Regions from separate parts of the Mus musculus genome. Here all the other regions are linked to region 4. A link is a contact called in public HiCAR-type and promoter capture Hi-C data. All regions are on one chromosome and are shown on one strand. The core of a region is the stretch at or near the end of the contact, and the rest is flanking DNA. Distances in the headings are between cores, read along the strand shown. Region 1 holds the start of Cnot7 (CCR4-NOT transcription complex, subunit 7). Region 2 holds the start of Micu3 (mitochondrial calcium uptake family, member 3). Region 3 holds the start of Zdhhc2 (zinc finger, DHHC domain containing 2). Region 4 holds the start of Tusc3 (tumor suppressor candidate 3).

Region 1 (3,879 bases), core at 1,056-3,555, 1.5 Mb before region 4:
CTTGAAGATTGGAAGCAAACTCTCCTGCTGTCTTCCTATCTCTTACCCCACATTTTCCTCTGAAAGTCGTCCTAAAGACAAGAGTCCCCTTTCCTCATGGATGATAAAAGAAACCTAACACCTAGAAAGGCCACTCTTAGAAAATCCTCTTTCTAGAGGGGCTCTGTCCCTCTAACAGGGCAGAAGGAATGCTGCACAGAAGAGTTAAGAATAGGGAGACTGGCAGGCAGCACTTGAGAGGCAGAGAGGCAAATCCCTGAGTTCAAGGCGCCTACAGCGCCAAGTCCAAGATAACTAGAGCTACACAGAGAAACCCTGTTTAGAAAAACCAAAACCAAACAAGCAAGCACACCTCAAATCTAGGACTTGCTAGTTTCCTCCATTTCAGTCTACCACCATTAGATCGTGCCCTTTTGTCCTAACACTCTCCCACCCACTGCCTACTCCTAAGACAAAAAGGTTTCCCTGGGACTCGGGGTCTTCGTTTATGAAAGCTCCACACCACATAAAATTTGGCTTACACAAGTCTATTTTGTTCTCTCGTGTAGCCAACCCAAAGCTTTAAGAGCAGGCATGGATCATGACCTTACCATGAGTGGGGAAAAGCCATCACACCCGACAAAGTGGGACAACTTTATGAGTTGAATTTTCCACAGTGAAACCAACAATAAAGGATAGCTACTCTTTTCTACTTAAAAAGACAGTAAATGACTTTTTGAAACTTTCCTACAACCAAAAATGAAGTTGACAACCAAGAAACTCAGTTCAGTCAGCAACAGGCCTCATTCAAACTGATTTTGTAGTGAATTTTTCTTTAGACAATGTTTTTTTAGGTTATAGCTTACTTGCTTGGGAAGAAAATAGATGTGTAACACAAAAATAGCCCTTGATGGTGTGTTCAATAACTTGATGTTATTATCTCATGGATGTGTGAGTAGGTATGTATACATACATAATTATATTGTATAACATATTATAATGTGTATAATGTGACAAGGTTTTTGAAAGTCTAGAGTTTAATCATGTTGATCTCTAATATGCTTTATAAAATGTGCTGTGAAGCTGTTAGTTAATTGTAAAATCCATATATCGCAAAGCAGCTCTAATATTTGAAAGCCTGTAGCAGCCACGGACATATCTAATTTAAAAAAAAGACTGCAGCAAACAATTTTATATTTAAGAAAAAAAGTCGAAATAATCTGATTTCCTGTATTTCTAGTTTGACTACAATACAACAAGCAAACTCAAAAGACAACAGATAATGCAGATGGTTGTCTGGCAAGTCCTAAGTGTGGAGCCAAATAGAAGAAAGTGAGAAGTCTAAAGACTCTAACAATTACAAGACAGAAAGAGGTTATTGGAACAGGGTGAGCTTTAATTACAGACTCAAAAGGATTGTCACCAGGACAGAGTTAACTAAAAACACTGGCTTCCCTTTTCTTTGACGTTGCAACAGTTTAAATTTTCAGTTCATAAAACTGTTGGGAATTATCTTTCCAACTGTCTCTTAGCATGTTAACAATTCGAAGGCAATGCTACAATCAGGTAGATCAAAAGGAAAATTAGCGTGTGAGCTAGGGGTGCTGTATACAGATTAAAGAGAGATGACTCCGTTTGTCAGTGGAGATGAGCCAAGTCAAGAGAGGAGCTGAACAGCGGTGGGGCACCAGGGACACAAACTAGGGAAGCAAGCGCTTAACCCCACTGGAAGACCCATCAACAGGAGGCAGCTGATGGAGCGGCCTACGGATTCGCACACGGTGTGTTTGCAAGCAGCCCGCCCTCCCGTCCTACTTTACCCTGGGCCGAAGCCACCAGTCGTCACCTGGAATGGGAGTTCCGGAGTGACTCGATCAGCCGCTGCTTCTGCTGCTGGAGACTGGTGAGGCCGGCAGGGGACCCAGCCGCGGAGGATGACGCGCTCTTCGCCAGGGGAAAGAGCCAGCTCATCCTCCTCGGGTCCCCGGGCCCGAGGCCCTACAAGGTTCTGGCCTGCTGCTCCTCGCTTAGCCCAGTGCTTCCCGGGCGATCGAGCACGGCCCGGACGGGGTGCCCAGGGGCCGCGCCGTCTCCCACACGCCGCGCTCGTGAGTCCCTGGCCCCGGGGGTCCGAGCTACCACTGCGGGCGGCTGGAGAAGGGCGACTCGTCGGCTGGACGGAACCCCGGTGTGCTCCGGGCCACCACCACCCCGGGGTCAGTTAGCTAGGCCTGGTCGCCTTGCCGGCTCAGCTGCTCCAACGCCGGGGCGTTCGTCACCTGCCCGCCCCGCCTCCTGAGGGAGGGCCCCGCCCACCCGGCGCCCGGCGTCATCAGGCCGCGCCCTCGGCGGGACGTGCGAGGAGCGACGTCGCCGCGCTGGGCCGAGCGCCGCTCCAGCTCCCCTTTCCCCCTTTCGCAGGGCGAGAGGCGTCTATGGGGCTCCCGCCGCCGCCGCCGGTACCGCCACCGCCACCGCCGCCGCCGGGTGCTAGCTCTATGGCGAGGAGGAGGAGGAGGAGCGCGAGCTCAGAGACCCAAGTAGATCCGGCGGGGGCCCGGGCGTGCTGGGGCGCCTTGGGAAAAGGGGCTGGGAGTGGGGAGCCCGAGATTGGCGCGCGCGATGGCGCCCGCCTAAGCGTGGCTGTGTGGGACGGAACTGGCGGAGGCGGGGAGCCCGGGGGGACGGCGGTGCTAACGGGCGGGGGGCGGGTGGGGGCTGTCAGGGGCGCGGCGCGCAGTGATGACGCCACCGCTTTGTACCTGGGACTTCGTTGTGGGAAGGAAATTGCGAGTGGAGGGCGGTGGCCTACTTGGGGCCCCGGTGGCTTTCGTCCTCGGCAGTGGTTTTTGGGGGTAGTCGGTCTGGCTCTAGGCCATGCGAATAGGCACCCTGCTCCTGGCCGGCGGCCAGCCGAGCGACTTATCCTTGACATGAAGGCGGCCGTGCTCTCTCCACGTTGCTCGCCCACGGAGGACGCGCGACCTCAGGGATGAGAAGGCCTTGGCTGCCCCTTGGAGGGACCCCTGAGACCGCAGTAGAGAAGAGCGGGTGGAGGAAAGCAGGGTTAAAGTACAGTGTGTCGGTAGAGCGCGTGTAGGGACCGGTGTGAGGACGGAGGGGAGGAAGAAAGAAGGCGTGCCCTGCATCACCTTTTGTTTTCTCCAGCGTACATTTAGGAGTTTGGGACACCAGGCCACCCTCTTTTAACTCGCTGGTTTTGTCGGGGGTTATTGTGTGTTTGGTCCCTGTCCGTCTGATTAATTATCTTACCATTGTATACCGTGAACCTTGTGTGGATGGCAGAGACGTGAGGTCTCTCTTGGGTTGCCAGTTTTTGAAATTAGAAATTTTTAAATGTACACATTTCATTGCCTGCCTGCCTACCTGCTTGCTTGCTTTCTTTCTTTCTTTCTTTCTTTCTCCCTCCCGCTATATTTGTTTCTGAGATTGCCTAATGGCTTTTCAAAACATTTTTAAGAAAAATGTTTCCTCTGCTCTGCTTTGAATGAGTAAGATTTTTAAATGTTTTGTTAGAAGAATAAAAGCAAGCATTCTGTTATGAAACGTTTGATTTTGTTGATTTTTTTTTTTTTTTTTGGCTTGAAATGGTTCAAAGTTTTGTGTGGAGTGAATTGAACTCGGAGCAAATCTTAATTAGTGAAATTTATATTCAGTTGGGAAATCGGCGGTGTGGTGCTTTTATCCTCTAAATATTAGCTGTATACCTTGAGAAAAGGAACTGTCTAAAACTTGATTTTGTTATGAGTCATGAACTTTGTATAAATAAGGTTTATACCAGCCCAGTTTTATAATTCACATTCATGATATTGGTGTTTTTTTATTTCAACAGGTGCATAAGTAAAGGGTAAAGTATTTTTATGACACAAATCTTCAATC
Region 2 (3,860 bases), core at 162-2,661, 1.3 Mb before region 4:
TAAGCAAAGGTGGATAGCAGAGATCCCCTAACCTAAATGCACTGCCAACCTGGATCCAAAACATACACAAGAAGCTGGGTACTTGTACATGGCCACTACAGACCTACATACAGGAGAAAAAAAATACAAAATTTCATTAAGGTTAAAAGGGGCACTATTTCACCCAATCTTGTCATATCCTTTTAGTCTTGATGTAGAAATATTCCCTAGGCTAATTCTTGAAGTCATTTACATGACAATTAAACAGAGAACAGTGTGTGTTGGAGTGGAGTGGGGGGGGTAGGGGGACACAGGACACATCCCTTACTCTTCTTGCCTTAACAGTCTTTACCTTATATCAGAACTACATTGTAGCTCAACGTTTTTATATGATACTTCTGCAGTTAGCTTCACTCATAGTTTCCCACCTTTCATGACCTCTCTTCCTGTTTGTTCTAACCTATCATGTCAGGGATTCTGGGTTTATTGAGAGAAAGAGAAAGAGAGGTGTACTACTTTTGAGTAACGTTTCCCTTCCCAGTATAGCAACACCTCTCTTGGGACTGCTGTACACTAATTGGCAGACTCCAATATCTAAAGAAGCCTTCAGAATGCATCCAGCACTCGCTTCCAGGAATATTTGCTCTTGCTGTCTCTCACTCATCACTTACTTCTTCGTGTTTATGCCTGTCAAGTCCTTTAGTTGTGACACTGTGTGTCGTGGGGTGGGGTGTCTGGTTTGTATTTGGTTGCTCGACGGTAGCTGCAGCAACCAGAACGGTGCTGAGGCATGAGTGACAGCATCATCTTCATCTCTCCCAGAGCATCCTAGTGCACAGAGACGTGCCTGGCGTGGATCTACGCTGCTCACTGGAGGTTCCTCACTCTCTGTTACAGGAGCTCGCAGTGCTTCCACAACCTCCACTGTCAAGTGTCAGTCAAGTGTCACCGCGACCCCCAAGCCCTCCCTGGGCAGGTGGCACACCTGGCAGTCCAGCCCTCTGGCGTCACCTGCGCGGTGCGCGCACGCGCTCAGGCACTTACCGTCTCCTTGGCAGCAGCCACCGGGATGGGCAGCAGCCCCCTGCCGCGGGGCGGGTCCTCGAGTTCCGGGGCCGCTAGCTCCGAGGGGTCGGCTCTGGGGTCCCCATACAGCTGGTAGCACACAAGGCCGACCAGCCCCCCGCCAGCCGCCGCCGCGATGCTCAGCTCGCCCCAGCGTCGCCGCCGCCACGCCGCCTCCGCGACGGCCCCCTCGTCCTCCTCCCGGCAGGAGAAGGGCCGGCCCGACATCCCGGGAGCCGTCCCCGCAGGCCGCCCCCACGGTGAGAGGAAGGGCTGCTGAGGGGCGAGCGCCGGCGACAGCCGAGGCGGCGGCCACAGGAACCTCCGCAGCGCAGCCATAGCGGGAGCTGCGGGCCGGGCCGAGCCGAGCCGAGGGGACGGAGGGGGGCGGGAGGGGCGGGCCGAAATCTCGCGAGAAGTCGGCGCGGTGCTGGAGCTCGGAGCGGACCCGCGGTCCTCCGTAGCCCGGGCGGTGCTTCCCCGAGAGTCGCCGTGGGATGCAGCGCACGGGCGAGAGAAGCTCCAAAGCTTCCCAAGTCCAGGCTGTTCTCCTTCCTGCTTCCTCAGCCCAGCCACGCCGTGGTAGAGGACGGCGCCCGTAACCACGGCTGTGGGCAAGGGACCCCCAACCCTGGGGAACCGCTGGGAGGCGGAACTCCAGGAGCCGAGCTGCGGGGTGACCCGGCGCCCCTCCAAGACAGGCCGCGCTGCTCTGGGTGCCCTGCTCGGTGCCGAATTCTCTGATGCTCCGAGCGCTTTGTGGTTGCGTGCAGACCGTTGCTTCAATCATAAAGTCTGCAGTTCTGAATGAATATTTTTGGACTCCATAAGGCTGGCTTCTGGACTTTGGGCAAGGACAGGCTAATGATTTATAGTTAGTGTTAATATTTTTTAGGAACTACTAGTATGTGTATGTGACATTACTCAGTTCAATAAAACCGTCAAATATGTGAAACAACGGGTTTTCATCATTCTTATGACTCAATTGTGTGTGTGGGTGACTGATGGTATAAATGTAACTGAGAAGTGCAGTGTGCCCTCTTTTATGCACGTTATACAGTGTGTGTGTGTGTGTGTGTGTGTGTGTGTGTGTGTGTGTGTACACGTTGCCAGCATCAGCTTTACTGACTGAGTTATGCCTGCATTGCTCTTTGTGTGGAACGGTGCCAGGAACCCCTGAAAAGTTTCAGATCTAGAAGGATAGTCAGCAACATCCAAGTTTAATTGCTTGGTTTTCTGGCCTATATCCTACTATGTCTGTCCCTCACCCCTTATCTTCAAGTAACCCATTATATATGCTGTGTTACGTTTTGCTTTAATAGAGATTAATACAGTTTTACTTCCTTAAAGCTCCTAAAAATGGTAAAAAAGATATCTGTGACATATAAGGACAGTATCTATTTTAGGTTATCTGTTTTCCACTGAAGCCTGTTAATTCCACTAGCATGACTTATGGCAGCTCCATACTTTCCCAGGAATTTTTTTTTTGTCGTCTCTGATTTCAAACATTTTTAGGCATTTAGTTCCCTAAGGTATGCATGTATAAGTGTGTGTGTGTGTGTGTGTGTGTGTGTGTGTGTGTGTGTGTGTGTGTGTGTGTGTGGCGATGTGTGTGTACCATAGGTCCTCTAAACTTGTCTTTGACCTGAGCACAATTTCCTGGTATTTTTATAATATTCCAACATGGACTATTACCAGAAATCTTGGACAGACTAGATTTTTATTCATGGCACTTAAAAAGCTAAGAAGCTATAAAGAGAAATAGGAAAGTAATACATACTGTCATTACAATGGTATGTATATGACATATGCACATAGTTATTTTTTTCAATCATAATTTATAGGCCATATTTCTATTTTCTCTGGGGAGAAGCCAAATTCAGCTGTAAGAAGTACAGAGTTCTACAGAGTATTCAAATGTAGATTAAAATGTCTCATGCGCAGAAATTATTGAACTTTCCGTACTTTCTTTCTTTGAAACCCAAACTCTGTTAAGAATAATCATTGTTTTCTCCCCAAGTTATCTGCTCTGTGGCAGTTGCTACAGAAAAATAGCCAAATTGCTATGCTATCTGGAAATTTTTTAAGTTTAATTCCCAAAGTGATTTTAAAAACAAAACAAAACATGGTATTAGGAATTTGGTACTTCTTGAAACTTCAGGTAAGTATAGATTCAGCCTAAATTTTATTCCTCACTTGGATCAATTCTAAAGAGATCAGCGATTCCCCTCCACCCCTGCTTCACAGTGAAACTCAAAATAGTCAAAGAAGCAGTCACTTGCATTCATTCACTATTGTCTAAGTGAAAAAGAATGTTCTGGAAAACATACAAGAATTAACCCAGAAATGATTCTCCAGAAATGGGTGTACTTATACAACTAGTAATCACAGGCTAGAGACCTGGCCTTTCATCCTGACTGTATAGCAACTATTATAATGTCTCAGAGGCCACAGTTTCAAATACATATATATCAGGGCTATATATGCCTCATGGATCTCTTTCATTCATTCATATATATATATATATATATATATATATATATATATATATATATAATAGCATTTGGGTTTTTTCCAATTCTACAGCACATAGTATCTCTCACATCTTATCTCTTCAAATCTGCAATTGTCCTACTTGCTTTGTGTTTTCAACTTAGAAACTGCAACTCCTGACCTAGTGATGTTAGTCTTTTGCTAGCTGCCATCTTGCAAATAAGAGAATAACCTTTGTTTGTTGACAATGTGGACTCATCAGGAACAACTTAACAGAACTCCTGTAGTAGCTTACCATTTGTCTTAGTCTGCACCCGAGCTCC
Region 3 (4,421 bases), core at 596-3,095, 1.4 Mb before region 4:
TCAGTAAGCAACCTATTTACAGATTAACTGTTAATACAGAAACTTTAATTTCTTTCTTTAACGCTCTTCCTGTACATTGTACATGACTACTTATTACATATTCTTATGCATTGTCAGGAAGATGTCAGTATAGACCACTTTTAAAAATCTTTAAATCAAAAATTAGAATTTTCACCTAATTGGGATTAAAATGTTGTTTCTGAATCTAGTCGACAAGGTAATAATAGCAAATTTTAAAACTATATGAAATGGGAAGATAGGTTCAATTATCTTGAAAGTGATGTCAAAATTATTTTGGTGTTATCATCTTGACACCATTTCTCATAGGACCGACATTTGGAGCTGAGATGGCTTCAGAGAAGGTTTTGCACTTCATGCACGAAGCTTTGAAACTACTCAAGTTGCAAAGCTTTAAGGAAACAGACCCTATTTCCTCCTTGTCCCACCCTAGGCTAGTACTTGGTTAGGGCAAAGGTTAGTAAGTTCAGTGGGTAAACATCAGACAAAATATTCACGTATCCCTGGCAGAAGAGTCATCCCCTGTGTGAACATTTCTTCCTGATAACACACATCAGCTTTCACGGAACCTCCTAAGGCAGAAAGTTTACATTAAGCTTCATAACTGTATTCCCTGCTTATGAATAATCAACCTTAAAAAAACAAATCTTCAGTGCTGAAAGTGCCCCACCCACCAATTCAGGAGCTTTATCTTGGACTGGGGCACTTGGTTCTCTGGATGCTATGCACTTCAGATGATGGTTTTCCTGCCCCGCTCTCTATTTTCCCAGCATCTAAACTATAGTCTTCTATATTTCTCACAGGTCTTCGAAAGATACTTTCTAGTGGCTCGCCCTTCCTGCCTCCTTTTGAATTAGAAAGTGGCTAATTATCAACCCTCAAACCACACAGGCGGTTACAACGCTCGTGAGTACTGTTATCATTTTTTAAAAAGTGGGTCTATGGCCATCAGAAAAGAAGCTGGCTCTGCCATCCGAGCGAGGTTAAGGCCAGTGTTTCCCCATCGCATATCTGGCGCAGCTCTGATTCTTGGCCCAGCCTTCAGGGCAGCTTCTCCGGCCTCCAGGGCAGCTTCCCAGCCTCAGTGACCACAGTGGTCCCCTGTTCTGTCCTGCTCGGTGAGAGGGTGTGGCTGGGGTGGCAGTGGTGAGTAAAAGGCAGAAGGGGGTACTCCTGGCCGTGCGTCCTGGGGTGGAGGTGACCCAGTAACCCAAAAGCGGCAAGGGGAGACCAAGGGAGTGACAGAGTGCAGGAGGTCTCCAGGAGGCCGGCTGACCTCCGCTTGGGGTGGTGGTGGTGGGGAGAGAGGTTTGGGGCGGCAGGCAAGCAGGTATTGGGAAGCGCCCAGGGCGCGCGGCGGGGTGGGGAGAACCCAGCGGATGCACAGAGTGGAAGCAATCGCAGAGCGGGGCTGTAGTCCCGGGACCGCGAGGGGACAGCGTGTGGGGTTCGGGACGCGGGCACCCACTCACCTATGCACAGCTGGATGGCGTAGGCGTAGTAGGACCAGCCCAGCAGCAAGCTGATGAACACCACCGGGATCCAGTAGAGCACCCGCCGGCACCGCCGCCTCACGCCGCCCGAGCCCGAGGGCGCCATCTTCCAGCCGCAGACACCTGCCCAGCTCTGCCGCCGCCGCCGCCCGTGGGCCTGGCTCGGGGCCGGGCTCGGGGCTCCCGGAGCACCCGACGGGACAGGCCCGGGGGCGGCGGCTGGCTGTGCTGCGGCCACCGCGGCCGCCGTGGCGCTAGCTCCCCATCCCGCGGCAGCGAGCGGGCGCCGCGGACTCCCGCTGCTCTGCCGGGCTGAGGCGGCGGCTCAGAGTAGGAGGACGAAGGCGACGAGGCGGCGGGAAGCTCCGCTCCGCCCCCGCCTGGTCCCCGCCCGGTCCCCGCCTCGCTGCCTCCCACTGCGCGGCGGGCTGCGCCCTCGGGCGGGTGCAGGGATCCGGACGCGGACTCCCACGGCGCCCTCGGACTCTCGGCTACCCGTGCGCCCTTGCCCTGGGCCACCGCAGGGGCGCTCGAGGTGGCGACCCGGTGCCCACCTTGGCCCTCCCGCCCCTGCACTTGGCCCTGGATCGCGGGACTGTGATGAGAATTGACACTCGCTTTGGGTCACCCTCCCCAGCCGCAAGCCACTCCCAGGGCGCGGATCGGAGGGGGACGAGCTGCAAGGTGTCGCTTGTAGGAGGACGAGCGTCAGCCCCTCTTCGCCCCGCCCCCGGGACCAGCCAGTTGCTATCCCACTCCTCACCGGCCAGGCCCAGGGAGGATTGCGCCAAGTCCTTAGGCGCCCAGGCCCTCACCCTTGCATCTGTCAGGAAAATTCTCGCTTTAACTTGTGGGTGCCAGTAAACTGGCTGAGAGTAGCCAAAGTGCGGTCAGTTTCCAGAACAGACCAGCGAAATGATGGTGTTTGGGCATGAGAACGCCTACCTAGGTGCCCAGATCGCCATGAAGAGGGTTGCCAGAGGCCCTAGCCAGAGGGAGCAAGTTGAATTTTACGTTGTGAATCCATTGACAGTAACTAGAGTTAGGGCTGGCAGATCTTTGCTGAGAGAAGATTCTCTCTTTTTGTGTTAAACTGTCTTGTGATTCTAAGAGTAAAGTTTACCGTCCCCATCTCCCAAGAGCCAAGCGATTCCTTCTCTGCGTTCTTTCCCATCCTATCCAGCCTGACAGTGATTTTGGTTGTGATAGCGATTCTAAATTTAGCATATAGTAGAGTTTAAAGCGGTTGTCAAAACCACTGGAACGTGATTCTAATGGTAGTTAGAACAAACATCCCACAGTTAATTGTTGGTGAATGGGAAAGGAACGTGTTTCTGAGATTACTCCTCCCATTATATAAACAATTAGTATGTGTAACAGGTACCAGATATCATTAATGAATACTATATTTACTCCACACAACCAGATTGGGTAGAATTACTTGATAAACGTGATAAGAATGCTGAAGTATAGAAACCCAGCTCCAATTATGTCCTCCTGGCTTTTCAATTATCTTCCCAAGACTGGATTAAATATCAAGCCAATGTTCCTGAAACAGCTACTGCATCAACGCAGAAACAACCTCGCTCACCGGCACCCCCAGAGCTCCCTGGGACTAAACCACCAATCAGAGAAAACAGGAGGTGGGACTCATGCGTATATAGCAGAGGATGGCCTATTCGGTCATCAATGGGAGGAGAGGCCCTTAGTCCTGTGAAGGTTCTATGCCCCAGTATAGGGGATTGCCAGGGCCAGGAAGCGGAAATGAGTGGGTTGGGGAGCAAGGGGAGGGAATAGGGCATTTTCGGAGGGGAAACTAAGAAAGGGGATAGCATTTGAAATGTAAATGAAGAAAATATCTAATAAAAAATAAAAAAGAATTTGAAAAAAAAAGTACATAGGAAATAGTAGTCAGACTCATGATGGACTTTAAGTCACTGAAATGTTCTTAGCCTGTGAGTCACTTTATTTTGCTGTGATGTTTTATTCTGTTTGGATACTCTCTAGGGCAGATTAAAATGAAAACAGAATTTCCCCTGCTATCCTTAGCTCCTCCCCTAGAAATCAGCTTCACATCTTAACCAGATTAGAATAAGGAATCGAGGGGGTAGCTCCCCTGTCCACGTGTTTAGCATGTTTGAGACCGTGGATTCAATATCCTCTACCAACTTCCAATTCATAAAATAATGAGACCAAAGGGGGGGGGCAGCTTGTGATTCCCATATCAGAACCAAGATACCTCGTAAAGATGAGCTAGCTGCTGGTGAAGATGAATGGACATTACTGAAGACTCAAAGGAGGTCGACCCCACCCTCAATCCTGGGAGTGCCACTGTGCCCTTCAGATACCCACTGACACCTGTACCATCCTCCATAGTCCTTCAGGGCTTGAGGTCAGCCAGGAGGAGCAAACATCCTACTCAGCTTTCAATATAAGCTGTATGCAGGTTTAACACCTTTATAGGCCAGATTTTTATTACTTTATCATCACGCTTTATTACTAGAACACCCATTGTTCACACTTACGATATTTGTGAAGGATTTTCAACTCTTTGCCGCACTAACGGTACTGTTAACTGAGTTGCTGACTGCTCACTGTCATCTCCGAAACTGTCTAGCGCAGGAAGGCAGGAAGAATCATGTCTGAAGCCACACGATGATGGGATTTATCTCAGCCTGGCCTCTAATTGGACAGGCGCAAACCCGCATAGCTGAATGCAAGCTCTTTGGTCAGTGAGCCCGTGCTAGACACCACACTCTCGTGAGCCTGGAAGGATGACCTGCATGCTCAGGGACAGACAGCCTTTGATCCCCCTTTCAGCAGGACAATGGATTGAACGCTGTACACCATTCACAAGAAATTTACTCTCCACAGAGCTACCTACATTTCAACTCTAAGTATTAGTTATCT
Region 4 (3,959 bases), core at 233-2,732:
GGCCAGGAAAGGCAATTGTGAATACTGAGGTGGTTTCAAGCAAAGCTGATGAGAGAGAGCACTGAAGAAGGCTCAGCTGTTAGAGCACTAGCTTCTCTTCCAGAAGGCCTGGTTTCAATTCCCAGCACCCACATGATAGCTCACAACCCGCTGTGACTCCAGTTCCAGGGGATCAGATTCCTCCTAGGACACCTACCCAAGTGGTGCACAAATCACACACATTAACATTTCATTTCTTTTTAATTAATGAAGGAAAATGATTACAATGTGCGCTCACTCACTCCCTACCCTACTGATAAGAAATTCTGATAATAAACTGAACCAGATTCTTTTTTATGAGCCTCGTGACTTGTGTAATTTCAACAGAAAAACCCATCTTCAACCGTATAAACAAAATACTCTTACCAAACTGGTCTACAATTAAAAATCCTACTCAATTCCAAAGCAAATGCTTTTGTGAAGCGAACAGACCAGATTAATTCTGCACAACTGAGCTCGAATTATTCTACCACCCACTTAGATTCGTCAAATCTCAGCCTTGGCCCTAGAGATAGGTTGAAATTGAAATCAGGTGACCCAAACTTCCCAAATAAATATGCATAGTGTAAAAGCTAAAAATAAAAATGCGACTGTTCTCTTGATCACACACTGAGGTTGAACACAGACATAAGCATTCAGTTAGTTCTACAAGGGTATTATTAGGAATACAGAATGAATAACACGCTCAATGTGACGTCTTAACATAAAGAAGAGCAGAATAATGGGTAAATAGTTCCTCTGTGCTTGCAAGTACTCCCCTTAGGGTATTTTCACACCCAGCAAGCCCTTTAGGAACACCAGCATCCAAAGTCCGGCCTACACCTGAGGCACACAGCACAGCTAGGGTCTCAGAAGCACCAGCTTTCAGACTTCAGCTCACACTTTCAGGATGTAGGAGTAGGGTCACCCTCAGCACTCACAACCCGTGGCGCCCAAGGGACACGCCCAACCCGCTCCCGCCCACGTAGCTCCCGCCCCCGGGGCGCCCACGTCCCCGCTGCCTAGCAACGCGGCGGGGCTTCCTAGCAACGCGACAAACTCCAGCCCTCCCCCGCCCGGAGGCGACCGCCCGAGGGATCCAGCCTACCTCCTTTTTCTTCTGTCCGCCCCCGAGCTGGATGCAGAGCAGCAGCAGCAAGAGGAGGAAGGGAAAGCTACCAGTAGGCAGGTAGCGCAACCGGCGGCCCGCCTGTCTCCGGCGTGAAGGAGCGGCCCTGGCACTCATGGCCGCAGGGCTGTGTCTCCTCCACGCGCGGTAGCCGTGCGCGCCCAGCTCCTACCGTGCCCGCGCCCGCCAGGCCAGTCGCCAGCAGCCTCTCCTGGCCAAGGCCTCGGGGTGGCAGCGGCTTCTCCAGGGAGCTGGGTGGAGGCTAAGGACGCGGAGGAGGAGGAGACTGACAGCGCATCCGGTTCACCAGGAGAGGGACAAGAATGGCGCGGGATGGAGCAGGAAGTGGGCGTGGCGAGAAAGCGGCTCTGTGCGCGCGCGTCTCCGCTGCTCTCTCCGGGGCTTCCTGTGTGCAAGCATCAAGAAGTAACCCCTTGCTTTCACCTCTGACCCAACGCTGGGCTGCCCACTAAGCACACAGGGCACAGGAGTGTGCAATGAGCCCGTTGAGCCAACCTGCCATCTGGATCAGGAGGACATCCCGCTGCCTTCTTGCACCAGAAGGTTCCCATCACTTTAATAAGTTGCTAGGGACCCCTATATGTATTCTCTTGAGGTCCTTACCACACTTGAAACACAACATAGTTGCCTGGATGTACATGAGTGTTCTACACTTTGCCCCGGGGTTTCTTCCACCTCCCATCAGGGCCCTTAGAAGCCAACCTGGCTAGAAGCTATTCATTCACTATTCATGAAGTTAGCAGCATTGCTCTAGAAACTAACAACATTTTTCTATTCAAAAATGAATAGAGCGTAATAAAGGCATCTTGTAACTGCATTGTTTCCTCTACCTAAAGATTTTTTTCTCTTGTACGATAAACACCTTTGATAGTCTGATGAAAAACCTAAAGACATTGAAAGTACTTTTAACTGCATAAATTATACACACACCCATATATATTTATGTATATATATATATAATTATTAAGGAATCCATTATAAAGCAAATATTCACATTGAAATAATTCACTTTGCTAACCAACAAATACTTGTAGTGGGGAGATATTAGACAATATTGTAAATATGAGAAACAATAGTTAAATGCTAGACATGACAAAAGGTCACAAAAGTGCAGGGGCATAGCTAATAAGTCACATGAGAGTCAAACAGTGCTCACAGATGGCATCTGACAGCAGTTTCAATCTTGTGATTTTTGATGTAGTGATCACAACATTCTATGTGACCTGTAGCAACTAGGCTATGATATGGCAAAGCCAGTTTCCATACAAAAGTAATAAATACTGCTGATTTGGCATAGTGTAGGATGAAAAAAAAAAGTTGTTCCACAACCACAGGAAATTTTAGTAAACATTTCATAGACACATTAACACTCAATATTTATGTGGTACAGCTAGAAAAAGATGAAGCAGCAATTCAAACTTTGGCAGTTCAGCCCTGTATCCATGCACATGCTACATCACCTTATTTAAAGTTTTATTTATTCTTATTGTATGTATATGAGTGTTTGCCTGCATATGTGTACGAAATGCACACCTGGTGTCTACAGAGGCCAGCAGAGGGTATCTAAGCACCTAGAACTGGAGTTACAGATGGTTGTAAGCCATCATGTGAAAATGCTAGCAATTTAACTCAGGTCTTCTAGAAGAGCAGCCTGTGCTCTTAGCCACTGATCCATCTCTTAACAGTTTTTTAAAGGAGATCATAAAACAACTCTTTTATGATTCTCAGGTTTTTTGTTTCCCAAAATTATCTGAACATTATGTTCATATAAGTTAGTTTATGGTTTTCTGTTTTCTGTTTTTTTTTTTTTTTCCATTTTGGTTTTTAGACAGGGTCTCACACTATAATCCTGGATATAACAAAGACTACCTTAAATCATCATTCTCTTGCCATTACCTTCCAGATACTGGAAATATAAACATATACCCATCATACCTGTACTGAGCACACTTCTTTAAAGAAAACTGATCTGGGCACCTTCACTGCCAGAGGACAGGTATCTGCCTGGCCTTGGAGGCCTTTGCCAGAGCATCTGCCGGAGACATCTTGGTTCCCGGATCCTCCCAAGACTAGTCTGCACAGGCTCCAGGCATCGGGACACCGTCCCTGCCAGAGGAGAGGTGTCCACCCCACCCAGGAGGGCTTTGCCTTAGCATCCACAGGAGCCATCTTCCTTCCCAGATCCCACCAAGACTAGTCTGCAGAGGTGAGAGTGTGGACTACAGAAGCTCACAGTTTCTGGGACAGGCCCTGTTTACAGCCTTTGTCTTCAGCCAGGAGGCAAATCCGAACAATATATATCTGTGCACCTTCTCTGCAAGAGGAGAGCTTGCCTGCAGAGAGTGCTCTAACCACTGAAACTCAGGAGAGAGCTAGTCTACCAGGTCTGCTGTTAGAGGCTAACAGAATCAGAAATACAGGAGAACACTGCTAAAGAGTTCCAAGTCCTTAACGAAAAAGAGGAAAACACATCCAAAAAGATGATGGAAATGAACAAAACCATACTAGGCCTAAAAAGGGAAGTGGACACAATAAAGAAAACCCAAAGTGATACAAAGCTGGAGATAGAAACCCTAGGAAAGAAATCTGGAACCACAGATGCGAGCATCAGAAACAGAATACAAGAGATAGAGAAGAGAGAATCTCAGGTGCAGAAGATTCCATAGAGAACATCAGCACAACAATAAAAGAAAATACAAAATGCAAAAAGATCCTAACTCAAAACATCCAGGAAATCCAGGACATAATGAGAAGACCAAACCTACGGATAATAGGAGCAGATGAGAATGAA

What was found. Promoter capture Hi-C pulls out the DNA fragments that hold promoters and counts their contacts. HiCAR-type assays count read pairs that join an accessible place to other places.
Region 1: a contact with region 4 is called in a promoter capture Hi-C map of hematopoietic stem and progenitor cells. The contact joins the promoter of Cnot7 here to the promoter of Tusc3 in region 4. A contact is called at or near these places in 18 of 39 promoter capture datasets (the 3T3-L1 cell line, 3T3-L1-derived adipocytes, the C10 cell line and 12 more), 1 of 484 Hi-C or Micro-C datasets (CD4 T cells), 1 of 115 datasets of contacts at active chromatin or transcription factors (thymic regulatory T cells) and 1 of 9 other capture datasets (adipose tissue).
Region 2: a contact with region 4 is called in a HiCAR-type map of astrocytes, with 2.2 times the contacts expected there. The contact joins the promoter of Micu3 here to the promoter of Tusc3 in region 4. A contact is called at or near these places in 5 of 39 promoter capture datasets (the C10 cell line, cranial neural crest, hippocampal neurons and 2 more) and 1 of 115 datasets of contacts at active chromatin or transcription factors (astrocytes).
Region 3: a promoter capture Hi-C map of hippocampal neurons shows a contact between it and region 4, with 7 times the contacts expected there. The contact joins the promoter of Zdhhc2 here to the promoter of Tusc3 in region 4. A contact is called at or near these places in 4 of 39 promoter capture datasets (cranial neural crest, frontonasal cranial neural crest, hippocampal neurons and 1 more) and 1 of 115 datasets of contacts at active chromatin or transcription factors (embryonic stem cells).

The regions. Positions count from the first base shown.
Region 1 is chr8:40,510,180-40,514,058 of GRCm38.p6, reverse strand. It overlaps Cnot7 (CCR4-NOT transcription complex, subunit 7), which reads left to right and starts at 2,305. Exons shown (of 7, transcript NM_011135.5): 1 at 2,305-2,519; 2 at 3,833-3,879. Vps37a (vacuolar protein sorting 37A) reads right to left here and starts at 2,276. Exons shown (of 12, transcript NM_033560.3): 1 at 1,826-2,276. The coding sequence starts at 1,950.
Region 2 is chr8:40,305,574-40,309,433 of GRCm38.p6, reverse strand. Micu3 (mitochondrial calcium uptake family, member 3) reads right to left here and starts at 1,411. Exons shown (of 15, transcript NM_030110.2): 1 at 1,024-1,411. The coding sequence starts at 1,383. Mir7666 (microRNA 7666) reads left to right here and starts at 1,505; the gene lies at 1,505-1,559.
Region 3 is chr8:40,421,239-40,425,659 of GRCm38.p6, reverse strand. It overlaps Zdhhc2 (zinc finger, DHHC domain containing 2), which reads right to left and starts at 1,845. Exons shown (of 13, transcript NM_178395.4): 1 at 1,491-1,845. The coding sequence starts at 1,617.
Region 4 is chr8:39,003,368-39,007,326 of GRCm38.p6, reverse strand. Tusc3 (tumor suppressor candidate 3) reads right to left here and starts at 1,482. Exons shown (of 10, transcript NM_030254.4): 1 at 1,127-1,482. The coding sequence starts at 1,264.